2 separate regions of the Cricetulus griseus genome follow, and region 1 is linked to region 2. Evidence: chromatin contacts called from public Micro-C data. All regions are on one chromosome and are shown on one strand. Each heading gives the region's core, a stretch centred on a gene start, on an enhancer-like site or on the middle of the called end of the contact. The rest is flanking DNA. Distances are from core to core; before and after follow the strand shown. Region 1 holds the start of Olfm2 (noelin-2). Region 2 overlaps Olfm2 (noelin-2).

Region 1 (4,972 bases), core at 1,928-4,427, 51 kb after region 2:
ATAAACATATGTATATATAAACACAAGCATACCAAAATTTAATGTATAAACACACAAAATCATAACTCAAGGCTGGGTTAAGTCATTTGCCACCAAGTCTGGTGACCTGAGTTTGATCCCTAGGACCCAGATGATAGAAAGAGAAAAATGACTCCTGCAAGTCACCCTCTGATCTCCACATGTGCACTATGGCATGCATGCATGTACACACACACAAACACACACACACACACACACACACACACACACTGCATATGCTCAACATAAACAAAAATCATCACTCAGACATTCTTACCCAGCCTGCACATGTGGTCGTATACACACAGACACTTTCACACAGCACACAGGCACTCACACAGACTCTCACTCAGATGGAAAGGTGAATTTGGCTTATGACTTCAATGACACCATCACTGTCACCAGTCTGATGACAACAGTCAGAAGGCTGTGTCACACCTGTGCATACAAACACATGTCATATAACACACCCATACCCATAGTCAGGGACATACAACTGCAGATGCACTGTCAGAACACATGTCCATCGGAAAGCAATCACACAGGGACACACCCACCCTTGGGAGAATACATCTGCACCCTTATGTCAGAGACACACTAAAGTTTCTCTTCGCTGGCCCCTCCAAACCCCCAGACCACAGGTGCAGTCAGACACACCAAGGCATACACATATGACACTCGATGTCACAGACACCGATAAAGACATCACATTGCAAAGGATGATTTTCCCTGGCCCGGGGTTGGCCATACCCTGAGCGGGCTGAACCGGTGCCCTGGCTCCCTCACATCCCACAGCTGCAGCTTTGGGAGCAAAGACCTTTTCAGGTGGGGAGGGGAGGGTTATTATGGATGCAAAAGGGGCTGGTGAGGTTGCAACAACATGAAGGGTAGAATTGGGAGATGGACGGGTGAAATTGAGGGGAATCCCACAAACAGACTAAAGATCAGAGGGGCTCCGGTAGGAACAGGGAGCGGGGCATGAGGGAAGTTTTCAATGGAAGAGCATCCTTCCCTGTCAACAGGACAGAGCCACAGGGATTAATAGAACCGAATGTGCCCCTCCCCCCCGCAGGAAGCTACCAGAAGGAAGCAGGGGGATAAAATAGAAGGGAGGCTGATGAGTTCTGCCCCAGTCTGAGCCCCCCTCTTAACTCTCAGGGTGAGGAGTTAGGGAGATCAATAGTCAGTCCTCTGGGAGACAGACATAGGAAGGGAGATGCTGGTACTAGGTTCAGGGATAGAGCCAGGAGACAGAGAGAGAGAGAGAGAGAGAGAGAGAGAGAGAGAGAGAGAGAGAGAGAGAGAGAGAGAGAGAGAGAGAGAGAGAGAGAGAGAGACTAAGTCAGAAAGAAAGACAGAAATAGAAGGGGGGAGAGACTCAGGGAAGGAGAGAGAGCGAGCACTACTCAGTGACACTTAGACACAATCAAGCAGAGTCCAAGAGGCTGAAGATGTATGGAGACACGGAGATGTCCCCTACCCACTCCAACATAGCAGAACACCCTCCTGGCTCCCCCAAAACCGCCCAGCTCCGCCCCACTCTGCCGGGATCTGGTTCAATTCCGCAGCCCTGCCGCCTCCGCCTGGGGCTTGAGCCAGCTTGTACCTCGGTGGCACTGGCGGGTCCCCTCAGAGAGGACGCTAGCCCAGCAAATGCAATCATAAAAGCCAGAGCTATGCGGGGCATGAGGCTCCCTTGTGCCTCGGGATCCAGCCGGGGACCCCCCAAGAGACCACGTCCCCGGGAGAAGAAATCCCTGCCTCTACCCAGGATTCTGTCACTTTGGGGCTCTGGGGTCCCTTTCCCAGGAGCTGCCGCGGGGGCTGCGGGCACCACGCCCCCCCTCCGGAGCGTCCCCCAGCCCGAGTGGCCACTCACGATTTTTTCCGAGGAGCCCGCGCGGGACACTGTGCTGTTGAGTCCCACGAGTGAGGGCAGCGTCTGCGACATCCAGTTAGTGACCATGGCCATGGTGCTCAGCACCGCCCCGATCTTGAGCAGCGGCACCGACATCGCGCCCCTCGCCTCATGCCCCGCGCCAGCACCCCAAAAAGCAGGTGTTCTGTCCCTTTTGCTCGGCACTCAAGCTGTCGCTCACCCACCCCACCGGGGTGGGGGGCAGTGGAGGACCGCGATGGCGGGATGACCAGGTCCAAGGGGGCGGTGGCCGGCCGGATGGGGATGGGGTGACACCGGGGACGCGGCTGCGGCTCTGCGCGCCTCGCGGGCTCAGCTTTATAAGGCGCCGGCTCGGCCACCCCCTCCCGCGCCACCGCCGGGCACTTCCAGCCGCCGTGACGTCACGGCTCCGGCCCCGGAGCCAGCGGGGCTGAGGGGAGAATAGGGGGGCACCCGCCCGGCCCCCCCGCCTCCCCGCAGAGCCTCTGGCGGACCTTCCCCCACCTGCAGAAGTGGGGACATCCCCTCCGGTGACATCCTCGCCCCTCCCCCGCCGCCGCGGCATCCCAGCCCCGCCCCCTCCCCCCAGCACATCCCACCCCCATCCTCGCTCGAGTCCCCTCTGCACCCTAGTGGCGATCCCCGGGCTCCCCTGCCAGCAACACCCCGTCTCCCAAACCGCTAGGTTTCAGCAGTCAGAACCCACCCCACACCCGCCACCCAAAGCTGACCGGTGGGGGTCGGGTGTCCCCACCCACCTGCTCGGTCTGAGCTGAGCCGGGTCCCGAGCCCGCGACGACGACGACGCCGCCGCAGCGAGCGGTGCGCACCGCACTTGGTGCTCTCCCGAGAGCCGGGACTCTTCCTCCCGGCTTCCCTAGTCTCAGATCTTTCTGGAGGGGATCCCCCTGTGGGTTCAGGGCCAGGGAGGACTTGGAGTGCGGGTCACCTGGGCAGCCCCTCGGGACCGCCGCCGGCCCAGCCAGTTCTTTTCGCAGGCAGTCAAGTCCCAACGCAGTGCTTGATTCACAACTTGAACTTGGGGCGGAGGAGGGGAACTTATGCACCGGGTCTCCTCCAGCGCCCGCCCGGAGGCCTTCTCTGGGATGGTCCCCGGGGTGGGAGGCTGGGAAGCGCAGCGGGCGGCGGGGTGGGGCGAGGAGCGGCCCGCGGTCGCCTCTCTGGGGTTTTGCACTCACGCCCCCTCCTGGCGTCCCCGCATCACCTCCCGCCGTCGCCGCCGTCGCCCTCGGCCGGCGGCCGCCGCCGTCTGGAGGCGGCGATGACTCAGGCCTTTACCGCGCCGGCCGCTAGCAGAGCGGAAGCGCCCAACCTCAGGGTGCTGGGGGGTCCCGAACTATCTGGACCCCACTGAGAAGCAGTGCAAAGTGGTTCTGGGTTCCTGGTGGGTCAGATATGTGTAAGAGGCTGGAGGTGGCCTGCGGCTCAACTACAGACCGACCGTGAGCACTGCATTGGGGAGACCGACAAGGACTTGAAGGGCTGGGGATGTGACTCAGTGGCAGAGGCTCGCCTAACATGTCTGAAGTCCAGGGCTCCATCCACCAAAAATGGGGGTGGGGGAGTGATGGCTCAGTGGGTAAAAGTGCTAGCCACAAAGCCTGGCAACCTGAATCTCTAAGCTCCACATGGTGGGAGGCAACCGACTGCCCCAAAGAGTTTTTTGACCTCCACTTGAAGATGGTGGCCACACAGCCACCCATCCCATCCCCCGTTAGCACATTAAACTAGTGTAAAAAGAAATTTAAGTGGCACAAGACATCAAGGAAGAAAATTAAGTACAAGTAGATATCAAAAGGAAGGGGGTGGAGTTGTGTGTGTGTGTAGAGGCAAAGGTGTACATGGAATGTCTTCCTCAGTGCCTCTCTGCCTTGTTTTATTAACTAATTATTCTTTAAATTTAGTCTTTTTATTTAATTAGTTTTGAGACTCTGTGTAGCCCTGGCTGGCTTGGAACTCACAGAGCTCCCACTGCCTCTCAAACGCTGGGACTAAAGTCATGAGTTACCACACCTGGCAGGTCTCTCACTGAAGTTGAAACGCCCTGATTCAGCTAAGCTAGCCAGTCTAGGAGCTGCAGAGCCCCTCCTGTCTCAGCCTCCCAGGCAGCCCAGTGCAGGCACACCACATCTGACTTGGGGGTCTGAACTTATTCTTGGATGGAAGTATTCTACTAAATGGGCCATGTCCCAGCCCACAGGAACACCTTTAAACATGGTGACTAGGGAAGGTGACAGTCAAGCCACACCAGAAGGTGAAGGAGGGAGCCATTTCAGTACCAGGAGATTATCAAATGGTGGGAAACAGAGGTGCAAAGGACCTGGGGCAGGCAGAGACAACTTGGGCAGGCATGAGCTGTTTAATCCAAAGGGGAGGACCCTAAGATCACTAAGCTGCAGTGGGCCCCCTGGCTTAGAGAATGACACACTCTCTCACCCCGTCACCTTGGGTGCCAGGAAACAGGCCTAGCTCATACAGCCAGGCTGTAAAGACAGAGAGCACTCATAAAATATTCCTCTTCTCCCTCCTCCATGCCTCCCAAACTCTTCTCCCTAAAGATGTCAGTAGCCTTCCCGGGCTGGCAAGACTGTCCAGTGGAAAAAGACACTTGCTACCAAGCCTGAAATCCTGAGTTTGATCAACAGGGCCCAGATGGCGGAGGAGAAAGCTGACTCCCTCAGATTGTCACCTGTCCTCCACATGCTTGTCATAGCACGTGCCCACACACAATAGATTAATTCCATCACCTTCCAGTCTCCACACGCATTCCCTTCTCGGAACACCTTATCATTTCTGCCTGTCCTTCCTGCGCCTCTGCCTTCTCCATCCCCAAATTTCTAGATCTTTCCACCTTCCCCGATTCCCTGTTTCTGCATATTTACTTGGCTCTTTCCTGTGTCAGCCCTTTGCATTTGCTGTCCTTGCTCGCTGACAACGTTTTTGGCCTGTTCATGTCCTTCACCATGGTGGGGGTAAGCAACATGCCCTGTCCTCCAGAAAACAACATTTCCTAGGACTTTGCCCACTGGCTTC
Region 2 (5,473 bases), core at 1,645-4,144:
TACAGTCCTTCCTAAGGCCTTTGGGACTGGTTATACTTTGGTGACTATGTGCATTAGTGGGCCTGGTTTCAGGGGGTAAGGTGCTGGCCACTCAAGCATGAGGACCTGAGTTCGAATCACCAGCACCCACTAAAGAGCTGAGCATAGTGGTGCACATAGCTGTAACCTCAGTGCTGGGGGGGTCAAGAGACAGATCTTTGGAGCTCATTGACCAGCCAGCATAGCTATACTGATGAGCCGCAAGTTCTGTAATAACCATTAACAGTGTTATTTGCAAGCATGAAGATTGAGTTGGAACCCAAAATCCACGTGAAAAGCTGCGCATGGCCACATGTGCCTGTAACCCCAGTGCTTTTGAGGGCAGAGACAAGAGGATCACCGGGGCTTGCTGATTGCCAGCCTAGCTCCAGATTTAGTGAGACAGTCTGTGTCTAGGGAGTAAAACAGTATAGAACAGGGCATCTGATGTCCTCCTCTGGCCTTTGTGAGTTCACACATCTGCACACAAATGTGTGCATATCACACACATACTAAAAGGAAAAAGACAAGGTGGAGAGCAATAGAGAAAAACATCTCTCGTTGACTTGGCCTCCACATGCATTGGCACACACCTGCCTGTGCACACACCTTTATGAACAGACACAACAAAAAGATCCTAAATTGGTGGTGTTCCATAGGATAGGATAGGATCATCCAGAGACGAGAGGAAACTCATAACAAGCAATTTGAGCATTACAAAGTAAAGGAAATAAAGCCATGAGACAGAAGAAGAAGAAGAAGAAGAAGAAGAAGAAGAAGAAGAAGAAGAAGAAGAAGAAGATACTATGTAGCCCAGGCTGGCCTGGAACTCATTATGTAGATCGTGCTAGTCTTGAGCTCACAGAGATCCACCTGCCTCTGCCTCCCAAGTGCTGGGATTAAAGGAGTGTGCTTCCCTGCCTGACCCAAATTCATTGTGAGTGCTAAATCCCATAAGCACAAGGTTGCCTGGCATGTCATTGAATCTCTCAGCACCATTATCAGCTAAAAGCTCTTGTGAATGCCCTCCTTATCAAGCTAAGGCCCATTGTTGAGGATAAGAAAATTAGAGGAACAATATTAAGGCACCTGCCCAAGTGTCCCTGACTAAGAATGGACAGGACTAGGTAAGTGCAATTCTGATTCCAAACTAACCAATTGGTTGGGCCATTGTCATCAGTCAAGGTCAGTGATCACAGTGGAATGGTGTTGAGTTACTGCCTGTGCTCTGTGACACTTGGTGATCACCCTTGTGATGGTTAGCTATTTAAGGTTTATTTACTTATGTATTTTATGTATGAGTGCTTTATCTACACGTGCACCTGCAGGCCAGCAGACGACACCAGATCCCCTTACAGATGGTTGTGAGCCACCATGTGGGTGCTGGGAATTGAACTCAGGACCTCTGGAAGAGCAGCCAGTGCTCTTAACCACTGAGCCATCTCTCCAGCTTGTGACAGTTAGCTTTAATGTCAGCTTGAAACATCTGAGAATTATCTAGGAAGTGAGTGTCAATGAGAGAGTGTCAACATTGAGTTGGCCTGTGGGCATGTCAGTAGGGCGTTCATTGTCTTAATTTTTCATTAATGTGGGAAGGTCCAGCCCATTGTGGGCTACATCATTCATTAGACAAGGAGTCCTGAACTGTATAAGAATGGAGAGGTTGAACTGAACACAGACAAGAATGTATGCACACGTCTTTCTGATTCTGACTGCGGTTGTGACGTGACTAGCTGTTTTAAATTCCCGCCTCAACTTCTCTACAATGATGGTCTTTAACCTGGAGCTGTAAGCTAAACTAAGCCCCTTTCTTCCCTAATTTGCTTTTTGTCCGAGTATTGGATCAACTACAGAAATGAAACAGGCAGAGGTCCAAGGAGGACACCAGGTGTCCTGCTGTCTCAATCTTCTCCTCCTTATCTCTCTGAGATGTGGCCTTTAACTGAACCTGAAGATGGTGACCAGTGAGCCTCCTGTCTCTGCTCCCCACAGCACTGGTGCACATACCACTCAGGGCTTTTTATGTGGGTACTGAGGGTTTGAACTCAGGTTTCCAATTAGTGCAGTCAACATTCTTGCCCACTATGCTCTCTTCCTCCCTGACCCCATGCCATCTTTAATCTGTGCAAGCACTCTGATGTTTGCACTCCAACAAGAATGCCTAACTGTGCAGTTCTCAGAATGTGTCCCCTGCTGTTAAGGGACACACGAGTACACCCTGCAACCATATTCTCTAGTCAGTAGATGTAGACTCACAAGGACAGAAGAACATGGCCACTAGGCAGTCAAGGGGAGGTCCAAGGACTCAGGGACGCAGGATGGTGGGCTGTGAGTGTCCCTGGTGTGTGAGTGAGCTGGTGAGATGGCTCAGAGGGTAAAGGCCCTTGCTGCCCAGTTTGACGACCTGAGTTTAATCCCCAAGACCCAAGGTGGAAGGAAAGAATTGACTCAAGGAAGTTGTCCTCCAAGCTCCACACACATGCTGTGTCACACTGGTACATATGCACACTAAATAATAATTTAATAAAAAAATAAAACAGAGTGAGAGGCTGGACATGGTGGCATACACTCTTGATTCCAGCACTTAAGAGGCAGAGACAGGCAGATTTCTATGTATGAGGTCAGCCCGGTCTACCGAGGGAGACTTTGTCTCAAAAGAAAAAGGGAAAAAAAAAATCAACAGTTAAGGGTACTTACTGTTCTTGCAGAGGACCTGAGTTAAATTCCCAGCACTCATATCAGGTGGCCCACAAACACTTGTAACTCCAGCTGGAGGGACACCCAATGCACTGTTCTGGCTTCAGTAGCACTGGTCATGAACCCTACCACCCCTCCCCCATATACACTAAATAAAAATAAAACCTAAGTAAGAGTCACAAGTGCGGATTCTCTGGGCGCCTCTGGGGATGGGATTACTCACCCGGCTGTCTGCACTGGGGGCCATTGTGTCAGTCATCCAGGAGCCGAATCGGGACCCCATGGCTCGAATGGTAATGGGGTTACTGACCCCTGTCAGCTTCCCACAGCCTGGGAGACGGGAACAGTGGGAGTGAGAACAGGAGGCAGCAGGAGTTCAAGGAGTTCAAGGGAAGCTTGGGAAGGGATGGGGTCAAGGGTTGGGGAGGAGACATCCAGGCTGTGATCCCAGGATGGGCATAAAGGGCTGGAAATCAAAATCCAAAACCATTTCCAGCTTTGGGGCCTGCTGTCGCCTTGAGGCTAAACAGGAAGGTTTAGCAGTTAGATGCCAAAGCATGCCTCGCTTTGGCGCACACAGGCAGCATTGGGGCTGGTGTGGAGATAAGGGGCCAAGTTTAGGGATTAAAGCATACCCACCCAGCTTCTGCGCACAGGCATGGAGTCGTGCCTCCAGGGCCATCACACGCTGCTGCAGGTCCTCATACCCATAGGCGCCCATTTCCTCCTGGATGGCAGCCAGGTTGCCAGAAAGGTTCCTCACTTCCTCGCGCAGGCGCACAATGGTCCGTGTGTCTGCCTTGTACTGCTCCAGCACCGAGCTCAGGGGCAGCAGCTCTGTCATCCTGTCCTTCAGTTCCTGATTACCAGGAGAGAATGGCTGCCGATTCCAACCCCTGACCCTCGGCCCATACCGTCACCCTGTCATCTCAGATACAGTGCTCAGTCCTTGCCAAAGGATGCCTTCCGGACCCCAGAGCCTAGTCAACTTCTCATTTCTTCTCAGACATGACCCCCATCCTTGGAACTCAGGCCGTCTTGCTTCACAGCAAATACTCTTACTTCACTAGGCCACCTCCCCATGCCTCTCCAACCATTCTCTAGACCTCTGAGCTGAACTCGGAAGAACCCACCTGGAAGCTCTTGGCCGAGACTGACCCATCAGCTGCCCTGAGTCTTGCATCCAGGCTCCGCATGAGCGTCTCCATGCTGCGAACATACTGGAGATCCCGATATGTCCTTAACTCAAGGACCTCCATTGACTGAGACACATTCTGGACCTAGAATGAGAACCATTCAGTAGACAATGGGCTTCTCCTCCCAGCCACTCACAGAAACAGAGGCAAGCAGGTCCAGCAAAGATGCCTGCCAGCCCTCCTCTCCCCGATCTCACTAGTAACCTTCCAAGGCCATCCCTCCACACCTGTGACTTCCGCCCTGTCTCTCAGCTTTCACCCTCCTAACCTGCAGTAAGCTCTCCCTCCACACAGAAGATCAGATGAAGAGCAGAACCAGGTGTGGTGGCATACACTCATAATCCCAGCACTTGGAGGTAGAGGCTAAAGGAGCAGAATTTCAAGGGTGCCCTCAAAAGAAGCCAGGAGTGGTGGGTGACATTTGTAATCCCGGCACCCAGAAAGCTAAAGCAGGGGGATTGTCATGTCAGCTAAGGCTACAGAATGAATTTCAAGTCAGTATGGGTCAGAGTGAAATCTTGCCTCTAATAAACAAAAGAACAAAAGGTGGAGGTGGGAGGGTACTGAGTACTTTGTGCATGCACAAAGCTGGGTTCCACCCCCAGCATAAACCCGGTGCAGTGGTGAAAACCGAAACACAAACCGCTTGGAAAGTGGAGCTAGGAGGATGAGGAGTTCAAGGTCATCCTTGTATACATAGTGAGTTCAAGAGCAACCTAGGCCAGCGGTTCTCAACCTTCCTAATGCTGAGACCTTTTAATACAGTTCCTCATGTTGTGGTGACCCCCAACCAAAAAATTATTTTTGTTGTGGCTTCATAACTGTAATTTTGCTTCTGTTATGATTCATAATGTAAATATCTGTGTTTTCTGATGGTCTTAGGAGACCCCTGTGAAAGGGTTGTTCAGCACCCCCAAAGACACCGAGACCCACAAGTTGATAACTACTGGCCTAGGCTACACAAGACCTTGAGGTACACATCATTAGTCATTCAAAAAAACCTTTTTTTTTCCAGCCACTATGAACAATCAAAGGCACAGCATGAAAGTCCACAGCTTTGGGAAAAAGCAGTTCCTGTAAGGGGGTGGGCAGAGCAGGATTCTGGGAGTTAGTGATGGAGATTGCAGGTACCCAGGTGCTCTCCTTTCTGCCAAACCTCAGCTTCATCCTCTGTTCAATGAGGGAGGTGGGTGCAGGCATCACAGCTGACAAATGGGAAGTAACAGGGACTTCAGACAGCAAAGAGTCTAAAATATCCTGGGGACAGATGAAGTGGAGGCAGCCAGGGTGAAAAGGAATCACATGTGTGAGTGTGTGTGTGTGTGTGTGTGTGTGTGTGTGTGTGTATATACAAATCTGTATATCTAAGTGTATATCTGTATGTGTGCATACATATCTGTGTGTATGTGTGTATATGTGTTTGTGTGTGCATACATATCTGTGTGTCTATGCATGCATATTTGTGTGTGTGTGCGCATACATATCTACATAAGTGTGTCTGGAGGCCAGAGACTGATATTGGTTTTTTCCACAATCACCCTCCACCTTGTTTTTTGAGACCC

Evidence for each region. Hi-C and Micro-C count contacts between places; a contact is called where the count stands out from the background.
Region 1: a Micro-C map of the CHO-K1 cell line shows a contact between it and region 2, with 1.9 times the contacts expected there. The contact joins the promoter of Olfm2 here to the enhancer-like site in region 2. A contact is called at or near these places in 2 of 8 Hi-C or Micro-C datasets (the CHO-K1 cell line and fibroblasts).

Annotation. Positions count from the first base shown.
Region 1 is chr4:133,601,212-133,606,183 of CriGri-PICRH-1.0, forward strand. It overlaps Olfm2 (noelin-2), which reads right to left and starts at 3,178. Exons shown (of 6, transcript XM_027411460.2): 1 at 2,677-3,178.
Region 2 is chr4:133,550,262-133,555,734 of CriGri-PICRH-1.0, forward strand. It overlaps Olfm2 (noelin-2), which reads right to left. Exons shown (of 6, transcript XM_027411460.2): 3 at 3,849-3,995; 4 at 3,355-3,574; 5 at 2,939-3,045. Among named protein-coding and RNA genes, the nearest start is that of Pin1, 17 kb to the left of the region's middle. Within about 2 kb of position 2,895, at least 1 of the 6 cell types and tissues checked has open chromatin away from gene starts, as enhancers often do. A contact at or near this core is called in the CHO-K1 cell line, where this site is marked.